Linked DNA regions of Sus scrofa: all the other regions are linked to region 4. The links are chromatin contacts, called in public Hi-C, HiChIP or PLAC-seq and promoter capture Hi-C maps. All regions are on one chromosome and are shown on one strand. Each heading gives the region's core, a stretch centred on a gene start, on an enhancer-like site or on the middle of the called end of the contact. The rest is flanking DNA. Distances are from core to core; before and after follow the strand shown. Region 1 holds the start of SRCAP (helicase SRCAP). Region 2 holds the start of FBRS (probable fibrosin-1). Region 3 holds the start of PHKG2 (phosphorylase kinase catalytic subunit gamma 2). Region 4 holds the start of FBXL19 (F-box/LRR-repeat protein 19). Region 5 holds the start of ZNF689 (zinc finger protein 689). Region 6 holds the start of FUS (FUS RNA binding protein).

The links. Promoter capture Hi-C pulls out the DNA fragments that hold promoters and counts their contacts. Hi-C and Micro-C count contacts between places; a contact is called where the count stands out from the background. HiChIP or PLAC-seq counts read pairs in DNA pulled down with a chosen protein or histone mark.
Region 1: an H3K27ac HiChIP or PLAC-seq map of alveolar macrophages shows a contact between it and region 4. The contact joins the promoter of SRCAP here to the promoter of FBXL19 in region 4. A contact is called at or near these places in 3 of 47 Hi-C or Micro-C datasets (alveolar macrophages, embryonic fibroblasts and liver) and 2 of 2 datasets of contacts at active chromatin or transcription factors (alveolar macrophages and skeletal muscle).
Region 2: a promoter capture Hi-C map of liver shows a contact between it and region 4, with 4 times the contacts expected there. The contact joins the promoter of FBRS here to the promoter of FBXL19 in region 4. A contact is called at or near these places in 2 of 5 promoter capture datasets (fetal liver and liver), 4 of 47 Hi-C or Micro-C datasets (heart right ventricle, liver, retroperitoneal adipose tissue and 1 more) and 2 of 2 datasets of contacts at active chromatin or transcription factors (alveolar macrophages and skeletal muscle).
Region 3: a contact with region 4 is called in a promoter capture Hi-C map of liver, with 4 times the contacts expected there. The contact joins the promoter of PHKG2 here to the promoter of FBXL19 in region 4. A contact is called at or near these places in 1 of 5 promoter capture datasets (liver), 1 of 47 Hi-C or Micro-C datasets (embryonic fibroblasts) and 1 of 2 datasets of contacts at active chromatin or transcription factors (alveolar macrophages).
Region 5: a Hi-C map of liver shows a contact between it and region 4, with 4 times the contacts expected there. The contact joins the promoter of ZNF689 here to the promoter of FBXL19 in region 4. A contact is called at or near these places in 1 of 5 promoter capture datasets (liver), 3 of 47 Hi-C or Micro-C datasets (heart right ventricle, liver and skeletal muscle) and 1 of 2 datasets of contacts at active chromatin or transcription factors (alveolar macrophages).
Region 6: a contact with region 4 is called in a Hi-C map of skeletal muscle, with 4 times the contacts expected there. The contact joins the promoter of FUS here to the promoter of FBXL19 in region 4. A contact is called at or near these places in 2 of 47 Hi-C or Micro-C datasets (liver and skeletal muscle).

The regions. Positions count from the first base shown.
Region 1 is chr3:17,700,961-17,704,161 of Sscrofa11.1, forward strand. SRCAP (helicase SRCAP) reads right to left here and starts at 1,902. Exons shown (of 34, transcript XM_005653006.3): 1 at 1,575-1,902; 2 at 62-135.
Region 2 is chr3:17,742,179-17,745,491 of Sscrofa11.1, forward strand. It overlaps FBRS (probable fibrosin-1), which reads right to left and starts at 1,633. Exons shown (of 18, transcript XM_021086415.1): 1 at 89-1,633. The coding sequence starts at 544.
Region 3 is chr3:17,655,303-17,658,328 of Sscrofa11.1, forward strand. PHKG2 (phosphorylase kinase catalytic subunit gamma 2) reads right to left here and starts at 1,339. Exons shown (of 10, transcript NM_001166317.2): 1 at 1,255-1,339; 2 at 821-933. The coding sequence starts at 915.
Region 4 is chr3:17,520,321-17,523,261 of Sscrofa11.1, forward strand. It overlaps FBXL19 (F-box/LRR-repeat protein 19), which reads right to left and starts at 1,439. Exons shown (of 12, transcript XM_013987711.2): 1 at 1,037-1,439; 2 at 571-726.
Region 5 is chr3:17,764,840-17,768,280 of Sscrofa11.1, forward strand. It overlaps ZNF689 (zinc finger protein 689), which reads left to right and starts at 1,901. Exons shown (of 3, transcript XM_021086420.1): 1 at 1,901-2,465; 2 at 2,680-2,793. The coding sequence starts at 2,261. LOC110259905 (a long non-coding RNA gene) reads left to right here. Exons shown (of 2, transcript XR_002342364.1): 2 at 1,270-1,516. LOC110259906 (a long non-coding RNA gene) reads right to left here. Exons shown (of 4, transcript XR_002342366.1): 4 at 1-2,083.
Region 6 is chr3:17,324,951-17,327,935 of Sscrofa11.1, forward strand. FUS (FUS RNA binding protein) reads right to left here and starts at 1,615. Exons shown (of 15, transcript NM_001287420.1): 1 at 1,603-1,615; 2 at 26-50. The coding sequence starts at 1,615.

The sequences.
Region 1 (3,201 bases), core at 652-3,151, 180 kb after region 4:
CAATTATCTCAAATATCTCTCTCATTAGCATCAGTACACGAAATGGTATTTGAACTCTCACCTGTGTGAGCTGAGACCACACTCCCTGTGAAAGTCTGCACTTCCACGGTGCCGCCGTACTGAGGAGAATCACGCCTGAAACAAATGGAAAGGAAAAGAGCATGAGGGACCAATCTACATTTACCAACACCCATCGAAGCCTTCTTTACACTAACTTTTTTGAGACTCGTAGATATACCCAAGTCAATTCAAAGACTGAAAAGGATTACAGTAGTAGAAATAGATCATATTCAAAAAATAAAAGCAAATAATGTTTTGTGAAAAGAATTCCCTAGGACATGAGATTCTGGCTGAAGTAAGGAAATGAAGCCTCCCAAAAAGTTTAAAAAGTTTAAAGGTAAAAGGCTCCAACCACTGAATGAAGAGCAAATTAACAAAGCCAAACAAGTTATCACATCCAGAAGCTCAAAAGGTACTGGCAGCCTGGCAGCCTGCTCTCCTTTCCAGTAAGGGCTGAACATAGGAGAATCCAACCTTTCTCAAGGCAGGGCCCTGGGCCTCCTATGCTGCGCCAGGAGACACTTCCCCAAACACAAGAACTACAACAGGAGACCTTAGAGGAGCAGTCAGGAGGGGAGAAAGGCCGAACAGCAAAGACCCATGCCCCGGAAATAGGCAGGGTAAACCCACACAAGGCCCGGAAGTGTTTCCCCAGTGTTTAAGGAAGCTCCTTAACCACACTGCAGCCTTTGATTCACTCCCTCTTCCACAACTGATTCACTGGACTCAAGCTAACCAGGATCCAAGAAGCCCGAACTCTTGACCCCAGGCTTCATCACCATCTCCTAAGCCGTCCCAACAGCCTGACCCGGCGTGACCCCTGACCTCTGCCCCAAGTTGCCACTAGCCCTAAGATGGCCCCGCCCCCTCCAGACTCCCACCGCACCCAACGTGCGCGACAGACTGGGGGAGGGGCCCGCGCGTGCGCGCCTGGAGGCGGAGAGAGCCGGCTGTGCTCACCGCCCCGGGGCTCCCGCCAGAACCCAAACCCACGCACACAAGGGTCGCAGGGCTGGGAAGCCTCTCGTCCCTGCCCGTCAGGGAGCCCCCCACCACCAGACCGAGAGAGCTTAAGATAAGGAAGGGTTCGTGCCGCCAGATCTTGGCTCCGGACTGGATATGGTGGGCGCGCGCCCCAACTACTCGTCCCACGCCCCCCTTCCTCTTCTCGCGCGCCCCTGAGGTGGGGGGCTGGGGTTGGTGGGCGGGCAGGAGCGCACCTGGGTCCGTCCTCTCAGGGCTCGCTCGCTCGCTCAGGCACGCGTGCGCAGACGGGCGGAAGGGGAGAGAAGACGCGCCCCAGCCCAGTGCCGGCCGGTCTGGCCCCCCTCAGCCTGTCTCTATGGGCGCGCGCCGACAGCCTCGCGCACCGGCCCCGGGGCCCCGGCCGAAGGTGCGCGCGCAGCACCCCGGGAAGGTGGGAGGGGAGGCGGTGGCGGAAAGATGCGCGCGCAGTCAGCCGTCAGGGGAGGGGGAACTGTGGAGCGTCCGCCATCTTGTCTCCCTCTCCTTACCTGCGTCCTCGGGGGCGTGCGCACCACCCCCCCCTCCCGCCGAGGAGGGGGAGGGCCCCCTCTTTGCCGCCTCCTTCGCGGCCTTTAAATCCCCCTGAGGCCCGCGGCTACTGCCACCGCCTTGCTTCCACTGCTTCCTCTCACGGCACAGAGATGCGGGAGGTGGGTGGGGAAAATGGGAGACGCTACTCGCAGCGAACCGCCGCCGCCGCTTCCGAGGCCTCACCAAAATGGCCGCCGCCGTCTCGGCCGCCACCACCAACACCACCGCCACCACCACAGCTCACTATCGCTACCGCCGGCGCGGCCCGTCCTCTCGCGAGACAGTAACTGGAGGTTGGGAGAGCAGGGAGCCTCGCGTGCTAACGTAGGGCGCTACCCGAAGCGCAAGGCAGGCTGGGAAATGTAGTCCGCCCGGAGGCTCCGCGCCTTTCCCGCAGCAGAGCTCTTTACCCTCCACCGGCTAACCTGCCACTGGGGCTGCATTGCAGCTGCCCACTGGGACGTGGCCACCGTACCTTCTTTTATAGATCACCCAGAGAGCTGAAGGAATTTCTCAGGTACTTTCAGCAAGTTAGCAGTGGAGCCTGGATCTCTGGATTCCCGTTGCAGTCCACTCGTATAGAGCCAATGCATTTGACACATGGGTGGTATTGTTGATAGCTCCTAAGCATTTATGCATCAGGTCGCCAACTTTCTGAGTTAAGAACCCCTTAAATTTGTTGTGTTTTGGGGGTTTTTTTGGTAATGGTTGGGTTGGCTGCACGCCGGGCATGCGGAAGTTCCCTGGCCAGGGATCAAATCCGTGCCAAAGTGGGGACCAGAGCCCCATCAGTGACCACCGGAGATCCTCAACCCGCTGCGCCACCAGGGAACTCATTTGAGAATCTGATACCCTCACCCTGGAATAGAATAATAATAATAACGTACCTTTTACTGAGGGCACCTTGTGCACGATCTCAATCCCAACAATGCTCCATTTATAAATGATTTGAGGCTCATAGAGTAATAGAGCTCAAAGCCAAGATTCATAGCCAAGCAGTCTAAGTCACAAGGTTACAAGCACTGTCACAAAATCTACCTCATGAGGGCCGACCACCCAGGAGCCAGGTTAGGAGGCCATAATAAAGCTTTCATTCAGCTCTTCACCTGCTCAGTTTAGATCTCCATTCTACTCTAAGAGTTGATGATTCTCTCTGACCTTGACTTGAAGTTCTGTTTTTCTTTTTCTTTTTTTTTTAAACTTTCTCTTTTTTTAATATTTTTTTTATTTTATTTTTTTAATTTTTTTTGTCTTTTTGGCATTTCTTGGGCCGCTCCCATGGCATATGGAGGTTCCCGGGCAAGGGGTCGAATCAGAGCTGTAGCCGCCAGACTACGCCAGAGCCATAGCAACGCAGGATCCGATTCGCGTCTGCGACCTACACCACAGCTCACCGCAACGCCGGAACCTTGACCCCACTGAGCAAGGGCAGGGATCAAACCCGCAACCTCATAGTTCCTAGTCGGATTTGTTAACCACTGCGCCACGACGGGAACTCCGAAGTTCTGTTTTTCTTACAGCAAATACCAGTGGTTGAAAACTCAAACCTAGAAGGACCAAGAAGATGATGTAAATAAAGCAAAG
Region 2 (3,313 bases), core at 383-2,882, 220 kb after region 4:
CCCCTCAACTCCACCCACTCCAGGCCTCATACTCTTCTCTCTGGCCCTCTGAAGCCCCCCAAGGGTCCCCAGCCCCATCAGACCCCACCTGCAAGGCTTCGAGGCTGGCGAAGCTGGCGATGGCGAAGCCATCGATCAAGTCCTCCTCCTCTTCTTCCTCCTCCTCTGGCTCCTCCTCGGCCTCCCCATCGTCTGCGCCCCCCTCCTCCTCCTCCTCCTCTTCCTCCCCGCGGCTGCCCGAGCCGGCAGGCCGCTTCCGAGCTCGGGGTCGCGGGGGCCGAGGCCTGGGACGCGGCCGCCGCCGTCTCGGGCCTCCCGGCCGCTCTCCAGATGAAGCTGACGACCAGGGCCTGGCGGGCGGCGGCGGCGACGACGAGGACGAGGAACCGCGCGGGGCGGCCAATAGGGCCCGGGGCGCGTCGCCGCCGGGACCTCGGCGGCGCCGCTGCTCCCGGTCTCGGTCTCGGCGCGAGCAGCGCCGCCGCCGCCGCTCCCCCTCAGCGGCCCAGCCCGGGCCGGGAGCCGCGGCCGCTGCCGTCTCCATGGCGACCGCCCTCAGCGCCGCATCCGGAGGCGGCGGGGCCCGAAGCGGCCTGTCCGCAGGCCCGGGGTCGCACGCGCGGCGCTGGCGGCTGCACAGGGACGAGAGGGCCACGGCTTCCCCTTTAAAGCAGGATCTCCTGGCCCCGAGCTTGCCCCAAGGCCAAGGCCCGGGAAGCCGGCGCCGCCCCCGGGGCGACAAGCCTGAGGGCCCCCCCTGTGGGGCCGGCGGGGACGAGACGACGAAAACGGAGCGGCCGTTCCTTTAAGGCAAGGCCTCAAGTTGTTCAGCCCCTGTCCCCTTTAAGACGACCCGACGGTGTCCGACCGGCCTAGTTCGGTGGCCGCCCCCTGCCAGGGGTCGAGACAAGTCTCCCCGAGGAAGAGGAAGGGCCACCCCTTTAAAAGGGGCCGAAAGCTCGACCCGAAACGCAGACCTCCCCTTTAAAAGTGCCTCAAGTCCTCCGACGAAAAGAGGCCACCCCTTTAAGGAGTCCAGGGTTCTCCAAACAGCAGGCCGCCCCTTTAAGGGCTCGGGAGTTAGTTTCTAGTCCTCCACAAGCAGCCACTTCCCCTTTAAGTTGAATTTAAAGGACTTCTTGCGTGGGGGAGGAGAGGCGGTGAGAATCCCCACTCCTTCCAATTCTCCCAACAGCACAGTTCTCAATTTGTCAGCGTCTGTTCGGTGGCTTCCCCTTTAAAGGCTGGCGTTGTAGTCTGCCGAGATGAGTGGCCACCCCTTTAAGGAGATTTAAAGGGGCCTCCTCCAAGCCCAGCTCTTCCAGCCTCCGCCTCCGGTCGCCATGAAAGGCGCGAGGGGGGGGCGGGGCCGCGGGGGCCAGCCCTCCAAAGCCCCGGATGTGAGGCAACGGTGACGGGTAGAGCTTCTCTGTCTGCCGACATAAAAGTCTCTTCCTCCTTTCCTCCGTCTCTGTCTGACTTGCGCCTTAAGGGATCCGGAACGGCTGCTGGGTAGGGAGGGAGCTTCTGCGTACCCTCCTGTTGTCTCCTTTGGAGTCTGGGGCCTCCTCTCCGCCAGGACTTCCCTGCCCCTCCTCCCTCTTCCTCCTCAGCCTACGCCTCCTTCCTCTCTTTGCCTCCTCCCACTCTCCGCCCCCTTCCCCTCACCCCTCTACAGGCTTAGTCGTTGATAGGTTGAGACGTGTACGTCAAGGCGAAGGGCGGAGTCAAACTCCGGGGAGTGGGTAATATGTAGCCGCCCTCAAATCTTGGATTGGGTATACGTCAGATTAGCTCCTCCCTTCATCAAGTCTTATGACTCGACTGGTTAGAAGTACGTGCTTGGGGCGGTCCTTCAGATGACCCCGCCTCTTCCTGCTCTTCGTTCATTGGCCCGTGACCTGACGGCGTCTAGGCAAGGATCCGGATGGGGTGCGCGAGTCCTAGGGACGGTTGGCCGCTGGGCGGCGCGGGGCCGAGGCAGGTCCTTGTCTGCCGCGCGCTACGTCTTCTCTCCCTTTCCGCCGTTTGGCTTAGTCCACCGGCCGCTTGGCTTTTCGCGCACGCGCGTGGTGGTACCTCCGTCGGGTAGCTGCTCAGCGGGATCTCCCGCGGTGCGGGATGGCTAGAGCTTGCGGCGTGTTTTGAGAGCTCTAGTCGCGCGGCAAGCAAACCGCATCCCGTTATGGGTCGGTGCAGTGAGAGAGTGCTTGCCTATGGTCTCCGCGTTCTAGCAAGAAACACCTTGTCCTGTGTGCCGGGCACTTTCTCTCATATTAACTCGTTTGACAGTACGAAGTCTCTTAGGAAGATACTCCTATCAGCCCCATTTTACAGAAGGAGCAGGGAATTGATGCAGGTTTAATTTCCCAGCCAGGGTTTGGACTCAAGTTTAGCTCCAGTCAGTGCTCTTGACCACTGCTGTATTTTGCCTCTAAGTTATGAAAGATGTACAGTGCCACTTACGTCCGCTGGTTGTTTAGGTTACCCTTTTAAGGTGGACATAGCACTGGAACAGTCAACTTGCTTGCTTATATATTAAATGGGTATGACTCTCACAAGGCTTTGTGTAGGTCAGGTAACTGGGACAGGTTGTTGTAGGTGCTTAATTATAGCTGAGTACTCAGCTCTTGAATCCAGCAGGAGGATCCTGGCCTGTGTGTTAGGAGGAACTCAGGGCCATGGTGATCAAGGCCTTCGTCCACTCTGGGTCTTTACATCTGTCCTCTGCGACGTAAGTGAGTTGAGAGAACCCTGACCAGGTATAGAATCATAGTATCTTCTGGAGGAAATTCAGACGTATCCATATGGGAAAATTCTTTTTTTTCCTTTTTAGGGTTGCAGCTGCAGCATATGGAGGTTCCCAGGTTAGGGCTTGAATCAGAGCTTAGCTGCTGGCCTACACCACAGCCACAGCAATGCCAGATCTGAGCCACATCTGTCACCTACACCACAGCTTGCAGCAACACTGGACCCTTAACCTGCTGAGCAAGGCCAGGGATCATCAAACACTTATCCTCATGGATACTAGTTGGGTTCTTAACCCAGAGCCACAATGGGAACTCCATCACATGGGAAGATTTTTTTTTTTTTTTTTTGGTCTTTTGTCCTTTTAGGGTCACACCCAGGGCATATGGAGGTTCCCAGGCTAGGGGTCTAATCAGAGCTATTGCTGCCAGCCTATGCGAGAGCGACAGCAATGCCAGATCCGAGCCACATCTGCAACTTACACCACAGCTCACAACTACGCTGGATCCTCAACCCACTGAGCGAGGCCAAGGATCGAACCCGAAACCTCGTGGTTCCTAGTCAG
Region 3 (3,026 bases), core at 89-2,588, 130 kb after region 4:
CAACTTAATTTCCTCCCCCTTTTTCCACTCACACCATATTCTAGCCACTATGATCTTCTATCTGTGTTGTGAATAGGCCCTTTTCTTGCCATTCCCTCTGTCTGGAATATATCCTGCCTCAGTTCATGATTTGTTCATTCTCATGCTCTAAGTCTCAGCTCCATTAATTACTCTTGTTCCATCACCCTCTTCATTTTCTCCCTAGCACTGACACTGAACTTTAACTTGTTTTCCTGTTTACTGTCTTTCTCTACCGCTAGAATAGAAACTCCAGGAGAACAGAAACCTTGTAAGATAGATCTTACATCTCCAGTGCCTAGCACAGTGCACCCAGCACATTGTATGTGCCTAGAAAACCCTCATGTATAAATGTATCTGCCACTGCCTCTACAAGTGGGGCTTTCCTTCTATTTGTTGTGTGCTGAACTCCTGTTCATCCTTCAAGACCCAAATATCACCCCTTCTGGGAAGCTGTGGTTTTCTGAGACCCCGCAGCACTTTCTACATAGCCTGATACTTTTTCATATATCTTTTAGTCACTTCACTTGGAGTACCTCCAGAGCATAAACATCTGTTCCATGCTCCCTGTGTTCACCTTTGTGCCTGGCACAGGAGGTGCCTGAATTGTTCGTCGAATACATAAATGAATGAATTTGTGGAAAAATGGGGATTAACCCAGAACAAATGAGTCTAGTCACTAAACGTTCCTCTGCTCCCCACTAACCCTTCCCATTTAGAACTCTCAGCCCTCAGAGGGAACTGTGTATCCTGGCTAGGACCTGACCTCTCAAGACCTCCATTTCACTGGGCGCGGCCTCACCTGCCAATGACGTCCTTAGGGTCGTACTTCTGGTAAAACTCCTTGGCCGCAGCCCAGTCGGGCAGCTCATCCTCTGGTCCCACGTCCAGCGTCATTCTGAAGGAGGGGGGCGCCTGTGTGGAGGAAACGGAGGGCAGTGAGGCCCACAGGCTCTGAGAGGACGCACATCGCGGCTCACGGGGGCGCAGCCCTTGCGGCTGGGGAGCCAGGATCCTGAGGGATGGGGGACGGGGTGGGGGAAGGATCGGGACTGGGGAGACCCCACGAAAGGGCCTTTAGGGGTCGGGACAGGGTGGCAAGGCAAGGAGGGGGCAGGGGGGGAAGGGAAAAGGTGCGGTGGAAGGGGGGAAGGGGCACTCGGGCCGGTGGCTGTTGCTGCGCAGGCGCACTTGGGCAGGCGCCGGGACGGGGCGCGGGGTCTCGCGGGGACATACCCGCCGGGCGGGGAGAAGAGCAAGAGTAGAGTCAAAGCAGCTCAGTCGCGGGGTTCTGCTCTAGTCCCTTACCCGAGACGGTACCGGCAAAAACCTCAGGCCCCGCCCCCATCCTGTCCACCAATGGCCAGCGCCACCTGAAAACTGAAGTTCAAAGACCCCTCCGATTGAAAGCTGATAGTCCAATAAGAAGCCGAGAATCTCTGGGCTGGCGCGGGAGTGGAAGCTTGGAGTTACCAATGGTTGCGACGCTAGGGCGGGGCTTCAGATACGACCCATCAGCATACGGCATCCGCGAGGTCAGCAGGGGAGGAGCTTGTTGACCTGCGGAGCTGGGGCCTTGGAGCGGGACCCGGAAGTTAGGTTTACCGGGAAGTGTAACCTCCGCGTACCCGGGACGCGGGGCTTAATGCGCCTCTGACTCTCGTTTTTGGGCATGGCACTTTCAGTCTCCCAGAATCTCTATGTGAATTCGACTTTTAAAAACATTAGCAGCTGATCCAAAGCTCTTACCTTGAGAGGCAGCCTCCAGCCTTTAAAACGCTCGGGGCTCGCAGCTTGCAGCTCAACTTGGCCACTTTGGTTCGAACTTGAATGAGCTGTGGCCAGTCAGCCACTAGAGACTCTCTCGTCTTGTGGCTGCTCCAAACCTTGGATACCTCCAAAGCCATAGTGCCCACACCTGGGGTTATACATCTTCCCAGTCTTCCGCCACCCGCTCCCAAAAGCCTTGGATGGTGTCACACTCTGCTCTAAGCCTACCAAGTTGTGAGATTCTTGCAGGAGCGACTGACTTCATAGATATTAGTGCATAGCTCAACCCTGACATTCATTTACTCATTCAACAAATATTTGTTGAGCGTCTCAGCGTTAGATTAACAGCAATGAAAGAAAGAAAGAAAGAAAGAAAAAAAAAAAGTCCTTACCCTTGTGGAAGTTATGTTCCTGAGAAAGAGGCAGAGAATGAATTCTTTTAACCTAACAACTATCTTAGAAATGTCACTTTGGGATCACAAACGTGGAAGAAGTTAAAAAATGAATACAAGTAACTTTTTAAGAGTATTTTGACCTTACACCATATTTGGTAGACCGGCTTGGTAGTATAATGGAATAATTATTTTGAAACTGAACAAATGAATAAACATATTGATGTATTTGGCAGTCAGGGTTCTTACTGTAGGAATATAGAATTTGGAATGGGGAACAGAAAGGACCTTATGACTGATTGAAATTGGAGGCATAATTTTAGGAATAATTTTTAAAATAGATAAAATTAGGTATTTTCTAGCTCTCACCTCTAAAAGGGCCTAGCAGCAAAAACATCCCCATTAGAGTGAGCACAGCTAGTGTCTAGATGCTGATTTCAAAGTAACCTTCCTCAAAAGAAACCAGAGCTCCTTGGGAGACTCAGCCTAATTCCCAGGCTGGAGACTTTCTCTGTACTTTCTTGTACAAGATGAACCTGGAATAATTTGTGCCAGAAAGTGAAGAAAGATGGGGACTTAGACACAAGAACCAGGTTGAAATCAGGGACAAAAAGAATGATGAGACTGAGAGGGTCATGAGTGAACCTTCTGATGTGCTAGAAATGTTCCATTCACCTAGGAGGTGATTACACAGGTGTGTTCATGTAACATTCACCAGTCAGCACACCTAAGATCTGTGTACTTTACTGTAGATAAATTATACTTCAACAAAACAGTTTAAGAAAGCTAATGGCAGCAATGAATATAACAAAATGAATTTTAAAACTCTGAGACCAAAGACAAACA
Region 4 (2,941 bases), core at 189-2,688:
CGTAGTCCCTTAGCTTTACAGAGACAGAACGTGGGCTGCTGAAATTTGCATCACCGCGGACACGCCAAATTGAGAGCCGACGGAAACGGAGAGTCTCTTTTCCTCCTCTTCCTACTCTCCCCACCACCCCCTTTCGAATGGCCTGTCGGGAAATGTAGTCTGGTGCCTTCACTCGCTATTAGGGAGGGTAATTTATGTCACCAGTGGGGATCAATGCGAGTGAGGGAGAAAGACGTCCTGGCGATCCAGGAATATATAATATCCGCCTCCCCGTATGGTGAGGACTTCATCTTTCAGGGGAAGCTCTTAAAGGAAAGCAACAGTAATAAGTATTGTCGCGACCAGAGAGGCGTGGTTCTTTTCCAAAGTACCGTCACGCTGTTGTCCCCTGGAAAGCTTCCGCGCCTCACACCCGATGCTTGTTCCCTCAAACCTCAGAGAATCGGCATCTTCCAAGTCGTGAGAGCTCCAGGGAAAGGGCTCTGGAGTCGTACAAAATCCCCGCCCCTCCTTGGGAAGTCACCAAACCTCTATTTTTCTCATCTGAAAAGTGGGGATAATGATACCTACCTCAAAGTGGAGTTAGAAGTGTTAAGACAATGTTCACGAAAAGGCCGGGCTCAGGGCCTGGTACGGGGCATGTGTTGGCAATTCCCTTTTCGAGGTCCCTTCCAGCCCAGCTGTTCTGGGATCCCAGGAATTCATCATACCCGAAGGAGTTAGCGCCTGTGAGAAGACAACTGTGGCAGGCTGTCTACCCCATCTTGAGCCGCACCCCCTCCTCCCAGGCCCCTCCTCATCTGGGTCCTCCTGTGTCCACTACCGAGTACTGCTCCCAGGGGGCGCCCATTCTCCATTTGACTGAGGTCCTGCGAACTGTCCAGATTCCCCAACCTGAAGTTGTGGGCGCTCAAATTGCCCAGGCCCATCTCCAGCCAGTCTTGGAGCCCCTGCCCACCTTTCGCCCCTACCCGCGCCCAGAACACCTCAGCCACCCAAGCAGGTGGGACCGCTTCCTACCTCTGTGCTTTCTTACCTGCCTTCTTAATCTTCCTCCTCTGCCTGGAAAATTACTCACTTTGACCCCAAGGCAGACAGACTGCGGTGCTCTGCCCTCTCTTCTGTGTCGGAAAGTAGAGGGTTAGAGGGCCTGGCGGAAGACTTGGTGGGTGTGGTTTTACTGTCAAGGAAGTTAACGCTGACCAGTGTGACTTGAAGTCCTAAATTTGCTGGGACCTGCCTCAGGCTGAACTGAGGCTCCCTCTAGCTCACACTTTATCAGTTAGGAAATCTTGGCTCCCAGGAGATTGTCTCCTTTACATCCTCACTGCTTTCTTTTTGGCTTGCATGATTGCCTCAGGGATCTCTCTGGGGCTGTTCCCTCTGCCTGTTAGGCCCTTCCCCTCCACCTGGCCCGCTGCTGCACCCCATTAGCTATTCATCCTTCTGGTCTCTGTTTAAATACAACAGTCTCAGTAAAACCTTCTTGAGCATAATTCCCATCTGAGATTCATTTGACTCTTCGCCTAGATTATAAACTTTATGAAGAGTCCATCTCAGAGTTCCCATGGTGGCTCAGAGATAACACACTGTACTAGTATCCACGAGGACGCAGGTTCAATCCTTAGCCTCACTCGGTGGGTTAAGGATCCTATGTTGCCATGAGCTGTGGTATAGGTCGCAGCCGCGGCTAGGGTCCCAAGTTGCTGTGGCTGTAGTGTAGGTCAGCAGCTGTAGCTCCGATTTGACCCCTAGCCTGGGAACTTCCATATGCCACGGGTGTGGCTGTAAAAAGAAAAAAAAAAAAAATCCATCTCATACATTACATGCTTTTAGCACATCATTTGATCCTCATAAGACCCCTATGAGCGAGAATCCCATGTCATAGATGAGGAAACTGGGAATGGATGAGTTGTACATAGAGAGAGCTAAGATTCAAAATCCAAGATTTCATAGCCCATCCTCAGAACAACTGCAGCATCCACAAACTGATCAAATCCAGCCCATGCTTGTGTTAAGTTTGGCATAGCAACAACACATTTCAGCTTTCACTTGGAATCTTGAAATCTAGCAACAGTGAGTCTGCCTTCCTTGAGCAAGAAATAGCTGAAGCTGAACAGTGGCTGCCTCTTATGGATAAGACATGTACTCACCAGATCAACACAACTCCCATCCAGCTTGCTTCAGTCCGAACATAAGCACTATTGGCCCCACTTATTAGCTAAGACGTGAAAAGAAGCCTGTTGAGGAGCTCCCATAGTGGCGCAGTGGAAACGAATCCCACTAGGAACCATGAGGCTGTGGATTCAATCCCTGGCCTTGCTCAGTGGGTTAAGGATCTGGCATTGCTGTGAGCTGTGGTGTAGGTCGCTGGCGTGGCTTGGATCTGCTGTGGCTGTGGCTGTAGCTGTGACGTAGGCCAGCAGCTGTAGTTCTGATTAGACCCCTAGCCTGGGAACCTCCATGTGCCAAGGGTTCGGCCCTAAAAAGCAAAAAAAAAAAAAAAAAGAAGAAGAAGAAGACTCTTGAAAGTCAAGACCATTTCTTACACTGTTTAGAGCTCCTCAGTGCCAGGTGCTGTGCCTGTGCCCACAACCGGGTGGGTGGGGAGATGGCAGAGTGAAACTGCATACAGAGATGGGGGAAAATGTTTACTTTTCACTTATAACCTGCTCTCCAGGTTCACATTTTTGCCATAAGCAGATATTTATGTATACTTAAAACAGGGGTTGAAAATACTATAATCCAGCTATGTTGACATTAAAATGTAAAGACTGAGTTCTTGTCGTGGCACAGCAGAAAAGAATCCAACTGGGAACCATGAGGTTGTGGGTTAATCCCTGGCCTTGCTCAGTGGGTTAAGGATCCAGCGTTGCCATGAGCTGTGGTGTAGGCCGGTGGCTGTGGCTCAAATTTGATCCCTAGCCTGGGAACCTCCGTG
Region 5 (3,441 bases), core at 651-3,150, 240 kb after region 4:
TGATCTAGAGCTCCCCGATGTACAGGATGAAGCCCTGCACCAACCTCCCCTTCCAGTCCTCCAGTGTTACCCTAAGTGTATCCTGTACTACATTAGAACTTTCCTGAAGTTCTGCCTTGTGCCCGAGATTTCACAGCCATGGAATTCAGGTGTTTAGTCAACAAATGTATATCGAACAGCACTGCTCTCCTTACATCCTACCTGTTCATAGACCAAAGTCATTGGTCCCACTGAGTTAGCGATCTGGAAAGCTATTAGGAGGAGGGACTCTGCCTTTTGGGGGACAATCATGGAATTCCACGTGCTTCCCCAGTAATTTGTTCAGGTAACAGTCACCATCCTTGGACAGAGTAGAACTCAATGAAGGCTTACTGCAGGTTGCTTTGGGTTTTGTTTTTTTCTTTTTACAGCTGCAGGTGCGGCATATGGAGATTCCCAGGCTAGGGGTCGAATTGGAGCTACAGCTGCAGGCCTACACCACAGCCCCAGTAACATGGGATCGAGTACATCTGTGACCTACAATGCAGCTCATGGCAACGCCAGATCCTTAAGCCACTGACCAAGGCCAGGGATCGAACCCAAGTCCTCATGGATACTAGTCAGGTTCATCACTGCTGAGCCACGAGAACGCTTCTTTTTTTTTTTTTAAACAGACAAAACTGCGTTATATGGAAGTTTCCAGGTTGGCAGTTGAATCCAAGCTGCATCTGAGACCTATGCCGCACACAGGATTCACTGCATCTGACTGGGGATTGAACCCATACCTGGGCAGCAACTTGAGCAGCTGCAGTGTGATGATTCTTTTTTTTTTGGTCTTTTTTTTTCCCATTTCTTGGGCCGCTCCTGCGGCATATGGAGGTTCCAGGCTAGGGGTCCAATCCAGCAACAGCAACGCGGGGATCCGAGCCGTGTCTGCAACCTACACCACAGCTCATGGAAATGCCGGATCCCTAACCCACTGAGCAAGGCCAGGGATCGAACTCACAACCTCAGGGTTCCCAGTCAGATTCGTTAACCACTGAGCCATGATGGGAACTCCTGCAGTGAGATTCTTAACCCACTGTGCCATAGCAGGAACTCCTATGAACATATTAATGTTATTATCTATATTACTTATATCTTGTGTATTGTGTTTTATAAGATTAATGCCTCTTGCATTAGCCAATGTATAACCAGGCCTCAACAAAATCGATGGCTAAATGTCGCGTGGCTGTGTGTGTGTGTGTGTGTGTGAAGTTTTATAAAGAATAAAACTTCTATTTTTTTCAGGAAAAACTGCTATATATCCTGGCTCCTGCCTCTCTGGAGCAGTTCCTCGGAGCTATCTGGGAGGTTGCAGTGCTCAGCAAAGTCCCCAACGTGCAATTTTTAGGTCCTGCGTTTTTTTTCAATGGACAAAATCTTTGCTCGCTTTCCTTACTAGCAGGACCCCTCTGAGATTTTCTTAGTTAGTAGAACTAGGTTGATAATCATCCCTTCACACAATGGTAACAAAAAATAAATAAGACGAAATGTGTGATGTGCTGGGCGTGGTACTTGAGCCCAATTCTCCTCCCTAAAAGGCCACAAGGTAGTTACACGCTATCTGCCTCGAAGGCTTCTCTGAGAAAGCCACTATAAGGCAAACCAGGGAAATCTCAGACCCGGGTTGGCCAGAGTGGCTCCGTCGCACAAATCCTTCCCTACCTCGGCTTATCGGGGGATCTTTACAGATCCCAAGTGGGGTCGCCCTTGGCGCCTCCAGACTCACGGCAGTCGCCTAACGCCGAGTCCAACTCCCTGCCCTTACGTTTCCGTTGGCTTCATTTAAACAGGCCGCTTTTGGCATCACCCAATCAGAATGCTCGATCTTCGGTCGCCGCCCAATGAGCTCGTGGAATGGGGGAAAAAGGGCGTGAAGCCCAATCGCAGCGCCATCACACTTGAGGGCAAAGAGGTTAGGAAGCCGGCATGGCGCTCCGGTCAATAAAATCGATAGCTGGAAGCTGCCTGTGTTTCAGGCAAAGGCGGTGCAGTAGCGGCGCCGCCATTTTCCCCGAAGGCATCTTCCGGTGCCTTTCACCCAAGTTCGGGCAGGAGTTTCCTGAATAACAGCGAAAGGTTTCCGTTAGCCCCGCAGGCGGCCGATTCCGGTTCCCTCCGGGCCTCCCTGGGCACGCTCCGCCCGGGTCCGGCGGGGGCTCCCAAACCTCGGGGCCAGCCAGCTCCCAGGGGCCGAGGCCGGGACGGGGACGGTCGTGGCGCCGGCTTCTCGGGCCCAATGGCGCGGCCTTCCGCTCCGCTCCCCGCGCGGGGAGCGGGAGAGGCCGGACCCGGCCGGAGAAGGGGAAGGAGGCCAAGGGCGGTGAAGTTCGCGGACGTGGCCGTGTACTTCTCCCCGGAGGAGTGGGGGTGTCTGCGGCCCGCGCAGAGGGCCCTGTACCGGGACGTGATGCGGGAGACCTACGGCCACCTGGGCTCGCTCGGTGAGGCCCGGCCCAGTCCGCTTCCGCGGGGCCGAAGGGATGGAGGAGATGGGGGGCGGGGGAAGGGCAGGGAGACCAGAGTGTCCGAGGTCCTGGCCTGCGACCAGGTTGTGTGAAGGGAGGAGGACGGGGGCTTGGCAGGAGATGCACCGGGTAGATGTATCTACCCAGCGTTGTGGACGATCTGGGCCTCTGACTGGTTCTCCTTCCCCAGGGTGCGCAGGTCCCAAACCATCCCTCATCTCCTGGTTGGAACGAAATACCGATGATTGGGAACCGGCTGCCCTGGATCCACAGGAGTGCCCAAGGGGGGTAACAGTCCAGAGAAGTGAGTGAAAGATGCCTCTGTGGAGGGTTTGCAGCCTCTAATGACTTGGTCCAGTGTTTTGGTGGCCAGGGGTACCGATGACCTATGCTGTAATGCTCCACTGACTGTGTTCATTTTCACAGCTTAGGGGTTCTTGTCTCATTGATGGTGAGTCCCTCCCTCCACCAACGATACACTTGTCAGTTTGTAAACTAACCACCTGCGGTTGTCTGTTGTGTGAGTGGATCCCTGAGCTTTTTTTTTTTTTTTTTTTTTAAAAAAAGAGCTACTGGAGTTCTCTGTTGTGGCTCAGCAAGTTAAGAACCCAACCAGTACCCCCCAAGGATTCCAGTTCGATCCCTGGCCTTGTTCAGTGGGGTTAAGGATCTGGTGTTGCTGCTAAGCCATGATGTATAGCTGGCAGATACAGTTGGGATCCGGTGTGGCTGTGGCCATGGCCTGCAGCTCCAATTGGACCCCTAGCCTGGGGACTTCCTTATGCTGCAGATGTGGCCATAAAAAAAGAGAAAGAGCTACTATCCTTCTGCCTACTTTTAGGACTCTGCCTTCTGCCTGCTTTGAACTAGGCTGTGACTAAGATACTACACCTCTTGAGTTTTCTGGGGTTGGGTTGAAGGGATCTTATGTAGCACGGGGTCTGGGGTGCAG
Region 6 (2,985 bases), core at 365-2,864, 200 kb before region 4:
CTGGAAACCCAGAAATGACACTCACCTTTGGGTTGCTTGTTGGGTATAGTCTGCAAAACAGAAAAATACAATCATATTAACATTACCTTCAGCCACCCCTAAGAGAACAAACTAGAGGTAAAGGCCTCAACTCAAGCCCCAGAGCCCCTAGATGTGAAAATTGACAAGGCAGAAATCCCCTCCTGAAACCCTAGTTGAGAGGGGCAAGACGGCAGACCAAAGTCAAGTTTTCTCACAATAAAGACACACCAAAAAAGCGAATTTCTACCGAGACCAAGAGGCCTTAAGTACTGGAAAAAGCAAGAGTCCTGGTGGACAACTACCATTTTTCTGCAACTTCAACTGATATCCGGAACTGCACAAACTGACTCACATGTTTTCACACCCACTCTATGAGGAAGGTATCCCCAAGAGTCCAACTGAAGCCACACAGCTGCTTGAGCAGAACAGGCTTTATTGCAAGCCAGAAGCAAAAACGTTCCGATTGTAGCCTGCACTTTCTCAACCCAAAGAAAGTCTCAAGATCTGGAGAGAGGCCACCCTCCATCCAATCTTGGAGACAGGAACAGGGGGCTTTTAGTGCAGAGCCAGCTCACCAAGAAGGGAGAATTCTTTGACCCCAAACGACAGAGATCGCCATCAAAGAGCGGTCGCCTCGAGAGGCAAGCCGACTGGTACTCAGGTCCTCAGCCCTACGGCTCCCAACGAGTTCCTATCTCCCCTGCCTGCCTCGGGGCTGCGGGGAGACTTGGCGAATCCAAGGTAACGAAAACGCCACAAGGAAGACAGCACAAGCCTGATCAACTCATCTCGATACAGGAAACAGCTTTCCCCGCAGGAAACGGCAAAAGGATCGGGAGAGGGTGTGGCCTAAGGCGGCCGTTCCTTTCAGTTCCTACCTCCCAAGGAGGAAAATTTAGGCGGGAAAAGCCTCACCCGGTCCCCAAGTCCGTTGGACCACCCCCTAGCCCCCCACCCCTAGCCGTTAAACGGGCGCGCGGTCCCGATCCAAAGCCTCCGCCCCCAGCCGCGTGGCACGCGAGGCGGGAACGAGGAGGTCCCGCCCCTTCCCGAGGGACCCCGGGAGCGAGGCCCACACCGGACGAGCGCCGCGGAGCTGCCGGTGGAGGGTCTCGCGACAAAAAGCAGGGCCGACACGAGGCGGGAGGGGGGTTCGCGCCGCCAGAAAAGGGGGGAGGGGCCAGTAGAGCGCGTGCGCGCACCGAGTGCCCGGATGCAGCACTGCGACAAAGCGGGCCCGAGCGCGGGGCTGGAGACGCGGAGGAGAGAAGGCTACGGGGACCAAGCATTTCCATCCGCGTCTCACGTCCCCAGTCACCAAGAAGAGTTCCTCCCAACCCTCACCTAAAGGAAAGGGGCTGCAAAGGGAAGACCTCCCGCCCTGCGCGAGGCGCCAGCGGAGCGAAACAAAATGGCGACATCGGCCTCCCCCTTCCACCCCTCTCCGCTGCTTCCCGCCAGTGGTGCGGAGAAGATCCTACATGCGATCGCTGCCCGGGCCCCACCGAGAAACAAAAGCCCAACTGGGAGCTTACGAGCTCCAGGGCTGGCGCGCCACCGCCGCCTCGCGCACTTACATACCGTTTGAGGCCATGTCCGCGCACGCGCGCACAGGCCGGCAAGCAACAGAATTCCAACACCGCTGAGCACCGACGCCTCGAGGACTGAGCAGCCCCGCCTCCTGCGTCGAGGTTTATGTACGCCTCCCCCGCCTACGTATCCTGGGGGAATGCACCAAATGCGGAAAGGAAAAGGGGAAGCATGGCCGGACTCCTGCCGCCCTTCAGGGAATATATAGGGTCCTAGCCGGCAGAACATAATTGTTATTCACTAAGAACCATGCAAATAATATATATAGCCTTATTTTTTCTGAGAAATAATTTATATTTTCTCTGAAGGACGAGCCAAAGATTCACTTCCACCCCTATAAGATCATAATGGTACAGTCCGATTACCCTCTGGGGGCGGGGCGAGGGGCCTAGGGCGTCTGCGGGCGGAACTGTAGTCAAAGCCGGGAGTCGTGGGGCGGGAACCGAAATTCCTCAGGCTGGCCCCTTTCGCTGGGCCTCACTTTCACTCCGGATAGCGAGCTTCTCCGCTCCACTGCCCTTCCACTGCATCAGATGCATCCTCCCTCCCGCGCCAGCCTCCCTCTCTTGGTTCTAACGTCCCTCCCCCGACCACACACACTACCTTTCTTCGTCTTGGTTTTCACTCATCGTCTTTCAGGGTTGTCCTTACCAGGGCTTGTGGATTGTGACGTTTGACGTGAAAGCAAGCATGGAGTTTAGCTCGGACCCCTGGGTCCTGTTTTGATTAAGCATTTATGGCCCACCTACAACCTCAAAGCTTGGCTTCTGACTCGCTGTTGGACAGAAAAGCCCAAACAATCCGGAGATTGAGATTATATCAGGGTTCTCCCAGCCTTTTGCTGATAAAGGGCTGGGAGTATTTTCCTGAAACCCTACGGAGGAATCAATGTGCAGATCCAACAATAATTGATATTTGTATAGGGCTGAAGTGGCTTCAGAATGCACAATTAGAGAGTTCTCTCAGGGCACAGTGGGTTAAAGATCTGGCGTTGTCACTACTGTGGCTCAGGTGGCTGCTGTGGCAAGGGTTCACTCCCTGGCCCCAGAACTTCTGCATGCAGTGGGCGCGGCCAAAAAAAAAAAAGCCCAATTAATTGCTTTTCCATCACAATCTTACGAAGAAAGATAGCAAGGCTATCTTTTATACACCAAAAAAATGAGACTCAGGCCAAATGCAATCTATGATTATGGAACAGCCAAATGTAAGGGGTCTAATTCGAATCCAGGTCTGTGTGGCTGCAAAATACTCCTTTTGTTAGTTATACAGACATTTTGAAGTGTTCTGAAGCTTGTTCACTCCTTATGAGAAAAAGGACAAAACATGAAATTCAAATTAACTTGCAACTTGCACTCTCATCAGCCTTGCCTGGAG